Regions from separate parts of the Zea mays genome. Here region 1 is linked to region 2. A link is a contact called in public Hi-C data. All regions are on one chromosome and are shown on one strand. Each heading gives the region's core, a stretch centred on a gene start, on an enhancer-like site or on the middle of the called end of the contact. The rest is flanking DNA. Distances are from core to core; before and after follow the strand shown. Region 1 holds the start of LOC100284564 (acid phosphatase 1). Region 2 holds the start of LOC103631117 (probable CCR4-associated factor 1 homolog 11).

Region 1 (3,199 bases), core at 410-2,909, 180 kb after region 2:
TACTTCGGGAACAAAATAACTCATGAGATGTATTGTTTCCAAAGCGCGTTGGTGCTTTTGGTTCGCCAAGCTCCACCAAAAGGCAAGGGGCATATGTTGAGCACCAAAAGTGGCAAACGGTTCGGCCCTTGGGCCCAGACAGTCCACGCGCCCCGCGATTAGATTAACTCGGGTGATTATCCTTATCTCGTGTGTGGTTATCCATCTAATCACGTGGGAGTTGTTGGCTATCGCCTATAAAGAGGTCCAGACCTCCTCCCCTATAAATAAAAAGGGGTACGACCGATTGAAAACCCCCGAACATATTCCAATCAAACTTATCTACTTTATTTACTTTTCCTGCCTAGGAGTAGATGTAACGTAGCTTTAGTTGTAGCATTTTGCATATCCACTTTCATCCCAATTCGACTCTACGTCATCTAGATCCGGCCTAGGGTGGCCTGCTGACCCCAGGGCGACCCTAGAATCTTACCCCTCATGAGGGGCAAGATCTACTTCGTCTATTTCAATCAAGATCACTTTCTCGAATTGATCTCTTAATTTCTAGGCGACTTTACGTCGTCTGGAGACGCCCCGAGTGACCTGCTGACCCGAAGCACCCTAAGGTCTCTCTCCCGGGGTGGGATCTAGGTCCTACAAGGAGAAGAAGACGACCATGCGCCATCGCGGACCGTCCGGCCCAAAGCGCAGACCGTCCGGACAGCACGCAGGGAAGAGGCCGCTTCCGCTGCCAGGTCGCGGACCGCCCGGCCTAGAGCCGCGCACAGTCCGCGCCCCCGCAGCGAGAACCGCCAAGCAACCCGGCGACCCGTCGCGGAACACCACGTCGTCCACCTCGCAGAGTCGAACCCAAGGTATTGCTTATCACGAGAAGACACTAGGGTCCGTTGCTGTTTTGTCTCAAATAGGTGGTAGTTATCATAGAGGTGGTGTCCCACCTTCAGAATAACCATCTTAGGTCTTGACCCTCTGTGGACAAAACCTAGGGATCATCTCCAAGATCCAAACTCACTACGAATTAGGTCTAGGATCGTTAATGTTTGGTCAAAAAAAAAAGGTGCCAACACGAATTTAAATGTAGGTTTAGTTTAGGTTAGGTCTGTATGGTTTCGCTTGAGTACATAGCCAGATTGGTCGTGCTCCTTCATATTTGTTGCGGACGGATTTTCGCTTGAGTACATAGCCATATTGCCGGGGACACGGTCACGCGGAATCGATCGCCTGCGCGGCTGCGCCGACCAAGGTCCAAGGCCTGACCTGCGCACACAACCAATCCATAGCCGTCACGTCACCACCCAACCCCCCACTGTTGCCCCGGGCCGAAGAATCCTCCACCCTCAGATTCGAAACCGACCCCGTCTCTGCTCTTCTCTCTCTTCTTCTCCGATCCGCAGCCCAATCACGACGAAAAGAGAAGAGAAGCCTCCGTCCCTGCCTCCCCGCTCTGCTCCTCCTCCTCCTCCTCCTCCCTATTTAACCCGTCTCCACCGGCCATTGCTCTCTCCCTTCCCGAAGTCGCCGGAGCCACACGCATTCCCCTGCCTCGCACTTCCCCCTCCTATTTACCGCCCGCGTCGCCCCCCGCCGCACGCCTTCCCACCCCCGCGCCTGCCTCTGCCTGCCTGCTCCCCGACGCCGGGGGGCCCCACAACGATCCGGCCCCGGCCCCGCGCGGTCACAGCAAGCCGGGACATGGCGCGCGGCGGCATCGCCCGCCTACTCGCCACGCTCCTCCTCTTCCTCCTGCTCGCCACGCCCCTCGCAGACGGAGCTTCCGAGGCAGAGGCGGGCCTCGCGCAGGGCGCGTCCGAGGCGGCGGCGCCGGACGCGGGCGCGGACGCGCAGCAGCAGCACCTCCTGCCGCGGCCCCTCGTCATCGAGCTCCCGTCGTCGCGGGCCGAGGACGAGGACGAGCCCGGCGCCGACGCCGTGCCGCCGGACGTGCGCTGCGCCAGCTGGCGGCTGGCGGCGGAGGCCAACAACCTCGCGCCGTGGAGGGCGGTGCCGCCGGAGTGCGCGCCGCACGTGCGGGACTACGTCACCGGCGTCGCCTACCGCTCCGACCTCGACCTCGTGGCGCGGGAGTCCGCCGCCTACGCGCGCGCCGCCGCGCCGCTCGGCGCCGACGGGCGCGACGCCTGGGTCTTCGACGTCGACGAGACCCTGCTCTCCAACCTCCCGTACTACGCCGAGCACGGCTACGGGTGAGCTCTCCCCGCTCACGCTCTCGCATCGCATTGCATCCCACGTGCGCGTCGGCAAAGACGGCAGAAATTCCTTTGTTTGGTATCGACCACATTACGCATTCAATTCCGTGTTTCGGTACGTCGTTCGAGAAAAAATGGCGGGGGGAAATTACGCAACGGATTAGTGGTAGGTAGGTAGGTATCAGCGTCTGCATGGGATGATGGGAATTCCAGAGTGGTCTCACATGGCATGCTTGATTTTCATTTATAAATCCGCAGGGCTGAGTTGTTCGACCACCACAAGTTTGACGAGTGGGTGGAGAGGGGCGAGGCGGCCGCCATCCCCTCGAGCTTGAAGCTGTACAATGAGGTTCGCGAGCTGGGGTTCAAGACCTTCCTGCTCACGGGCAGAAGCGAGGGGCACCGAGGCGTCACGGTGGACAACCTCAACAAACAGGGGTTCCATGACTGGGAAAAGCTCGTACTCAGGTACATCCCAAAGCACATTACAACATCTCACTATCATGCTGGAGATGTGACTTTCCCAACATTACAGGGCAGCAGGTGACCGCAAGAAAACAGCGACAGTCTACAAATCAGAAAAGAGGAAGGAGATGGAACAAGAGGGTTACAGGATCCTAGGCAACTCTGGCGACCAATGGAGCGACCTGCTGGGGTCTTCCATGGGTGCCCGCTCTTTCAAGCTCCCTAACCCAATGTATTATATCCCGTGACAGAAACTGGGAAACAAGGCCGGGTGAAAGGTGCTGCGTTTATTGGATGCACAGGCCCGGTCGAAAACAGAAATCATTTCGCAATGGAATTTAAAACTGTACAAATGCTTCTTTCACTAACTTGGTGTACATTACTCGACTGCATGTGCAGTTACTTCAACTATGTAAGAGTGAAAACGGGTCCGGGGATCAATGTTCCTCGATGCAACTGTCAAACTTAATTACTGCAGCGCGTATATTCTTAGAATTTTTTTATAGAATAGGTTGAAAATCAAACTA
Region 2 (3,465 bases), core at 333-2,832:
TACATATATATGCATGAGATTCAAAAATCTCATGAACACAAATATAAAATCGATTTAATGATTAAATTTTTTAATTAGAAAATATATTAGCATCTCAGCTTACGTGTGGTCTGCGCGTGGCTAGCCGGGATTTTTTTTTTATTTTATTTTTTTTAGACTGTCACCGGGGGGGAGAGGATCCCCACCTGATTTTCATTCAGGTCTTTTTGCCCAAAGCGGCTAGAGTTTACAGCAAGCTAGCAACATTGTAGCTAGCATAGTTAAGGGGGGGCGAAGCAATGATGAGATTACATAATAGGATTAGAAAACACCAACAACCAAGCACCTAATACTTGTGCCTCTTTTCTGTTGTGCCTGTACGCCCAAGCTATTGCTTCAGAAGCGCATGAATGCAAAGTGGCCGCAAGAGTGGCATGATCCTGACGGAAGACGACACCATTTCTGCGTTTCCACAGTTGCCAGCAGCAGAGGAGGACAAAGGAGTTGAATTCTGCACCCGGAAGGCGATCAGGGCGACTGATGTTTGGCAGGTCCTGGGTGCCCAGATCATCAGCGACCAAGAATCCGATGGAGCTCCAAAATTGGCGTGCAAACGGGCAGTGGAAGATGATGTGCGAAGGAGTTTCACTGTCTTGGTTACATATTTCACAACAGTCATCATCCACAATCCCTTTTTTCTTCAGGTTCCATTTGCACTGAATTTTTCCTTGCATAAGCAGCCAACTGAAGAATTGTGCCCGCGGCGGGGCTTTGTTACCCCAGATGAAAGTGGTGCTAACATCCCCATGCCCCAAGGACCCTTTAAGCAGGTTGTAGAGAGTAGAGGTCTGAAAATTACCAGTGTGATCCGCAAGGAAGCAATGTCTGGTATCTGGTCGATCGGCGAGGCTTGTGTTGTTTACTATTGTTAGCACAGCTTCTAGTTCCTCCCGGGCTTGTGGCGTGAGGCGCGGGACTAGGTGCAAACCCTGCAACACCACCTCTCTCACGCAGACTTTTTGCCTGATGCAGTGTGAGTACAGGGCTGGGAAGGCTGTAGACAGGTCGTCAGGCCCAGACCAAGCGTCATGCCAAAAATCAGTGCTGCAGCCATCCCCAACCTGAGACGAACTGATCGCTTGATAGATGGGCAGCAACGCTCTCAGAGTATCCCAATGGCACCCCCTGATCTCGCCCTCCATTGTTGCTAGTTTAACATTCGAGCGCACCCAGGCTGCCCAAGACGACAAGGCTGAAGAGTGCAATCTGTGAATGAGCTTGACCAACAGACATGTGTTCTGGATGTGTAGGTCCTTGATGCCCAAACCCCCTGCCTGCTTCGATTTACAAACATTTTCCCAAGCAACCAAGCAGCTCGATCCATAGCCGGGATTTTTTACACGCCACGGACCATGCACGCGCACCTCAAACCGAGCCCAAGCCAAATTACAAGCCACAATCTAATTTGCCTCCGAGGTTGGCACGGGCCCCTATAAAACCAGGGCACGGCCACGTCCCAGGTCAAAACGGAAACTCGCTAGTCGCTAGTAGTAGTAGTACTAGCCAAGAAGACGCGGCCATCGACGATTCTGAGCCACGGCCGATGCGCACCCACGACGGCGAGCCGTCAGCAGCCGCCTCGCCTCCGCTGTACAGCTTCGTCCACGTCGTCCTCCAGCAGCAGTACCCGCGACAGCCGGCGCCCATGGCGTTCACGCCGGGGGGCTCCATGATGGAGGCCGCCGCCAAGAAGGAGGTCCGCGCCGAGGTGCGCGACGTGTGGGCCGGCAACTTGGACGCGGAGCTCGCAAACCTCTCGGCGGTGCTGCCGCACTACCCCTGCGTATGCGTGGACACGGAGTTCCCCGGCGCGGTGCACGGCTCGGACACGCCGCGGCACCTCCGCGGCCCGCGCGAGAGCTACGCGCTGGTCAAGAGGAACGTGGACGACCTCAAGCTGCTCCAGGTCGGGATCGCGCTGTCGGGCCCCGCCGGCCGCTTCCCCGTCGCGTGGCAGTTCAACCTCCGCGGCTTCGACCCCGCGCGCCACCCGTACGCGCCGGCCTCCATTGCCATGCTCCGCGCGCAGGGGATGGACTTCGCCGCGCTGAACAAGTTCGGCGTCGACCCCTACGACTTCGCAGTCGGGTTCCACCGCAGCGGCCTCGCCTGCGGCCAGCTCACCTGGACCGCGTTCTCGGGCGCCTACGACTTCGCCTACCTAGCCAAGGTGCTCACCGGCGGCCAGCCGCTGCCGGCAACGCTGGACGGGTTCCTCGCCCTGGTACGTCGGCTGTTCGGCTGCAATGTGCTCGACGTCAAACACCTCGCCAGGTGCTGCGCCATGCGCGGGGGGCTGGAGCAGGTGTCCGCCGCGCTCGGCGTCGAGCGCGCCGCCGGCCGCGCGCACTGCGCCGGCTCCGACAGCCTGCTCACCACCGACGTACTCCTGGCAATGATGAATCGCTTCTTCACCAACGTCAATGTGCTCGCGCACGCCGGAACTATCGTAGATCTAGCCTAGTTTTCTATTATTACTGCGACCTTCCTACTAATTTTGTATAAATTACCAAAAACAGGATGAGACAATCTCGTACCGACTGATGCTGTTTAATGAATTTAGAAAGTTATTGTTTACCGCATCCGCATGGAAAAACGGAAATCAGAAAAAAATGCAGCAAATCTAGAAACACCGTTTAAACGGATATATTATATGGAAGGAAACGTAAACCGTACGTTAAAGGTGTTCTCTGACCATATCCATGGTAACCGTGTTTTTTTGTGAGTTTGTTAAGGTTTGATTGTTTGAATAACTACTTGGGATTTTTTTGAGTCGCCATGCTATGGTAATATTTGTATTTTAACAAATATTATGTGATATCGTATATGGTAGCTAGTATTAATCGCATCTTGAGTGGAATGTTCAAAATGGATATATATGTAAGATATTCTCGATTGGGATTATCCATTCGTAAGTCGTAAGAGTTAGGGCTAGTTTGGCTTTGGCAACACCTTTTATAAGAAATTTCTATTTTTTCAATAAAAAATAAAGAAAAATAGAAATCTTTTAGAAAAATAAGATTGTCAAACTAACCCTTATTAATTTGTTCTCGAGCGATTTGTTTTATTCTTGACTTTAGATACAGTTGTTCCTGTTTTTTCTGACTGGAGTTCCAGATTCCGTTTTCGTTTCTAGATAGAAAGTATAACATAAGACTCCGTTCGTTTCGGCCGGATCGACCCATTTCTGGCCTTATTCTGGGTGGAACAAATTGGCCCGGTTTGGAATTAGGTGTAATTTATTGAAGGTGTTCGTTTTGATCGGAATTGGAACCAAAACTGGCATGGTTTGGAGTTTACCCTCTCTCCACGGCCCGACACCAATCCTTGTCTCATCCCTTCCGGATTGAACCCTGCCACGACGTGAGACGGCGCAAGGCGAGACGCTGGCAGCGCGGGAGGCGAAGAAGCGGCTGCGCGTAGCCC

The links. A called contact is a pair of places that touch in the nucleus more often than the background predicts.
Region 1: a Hi-C map of endosperm shows a contact between it and region 2, with 2.2 times the contacts expected there. The contact joins the promoter of LOC100284564 here to the promoter of LOC103631117 in region 2. A contact is called at or near these places in 3 of 25 Hi-C or Micro-C datasets (ear, endosperm and leaf).

Annotation. Positions count from the first base shown.
Region 1 is chr6:79,003,303-79,006,501 of Zm-B73-REFERENCE-NAM-5.0, forward strand. LOC100284564 (acid phosphatase 1) reads left to right here and starts at 1,660. Exons shown (of 3, transcript NM_001157459.2): 1 at 1,660-2,204; 2 at 2,466-2,675; 3 at 2,743-3,149. The coding sequence starts at 1,693. The coding sequence ends at 2,920.
Region 2 is chr6:78,825,019-78,828,483 of Zm-B73-REFERENCE-NAM-5.0, forward strand. LOC103631117 (probable CCR4-associated factor 1 homolog 11) reads left to right here and starts at 1,583. Exons shown (of 1, transcript XM_008652113.1): 1 at 1,583-2,503. The coding sequence starts at 1,583. The coding sequence ends at 2,503. It overlaps LOC103629460, which reads right to left. Exons shown (of 1, transcript XM_008650577.4): 1 at 3,206-3,465.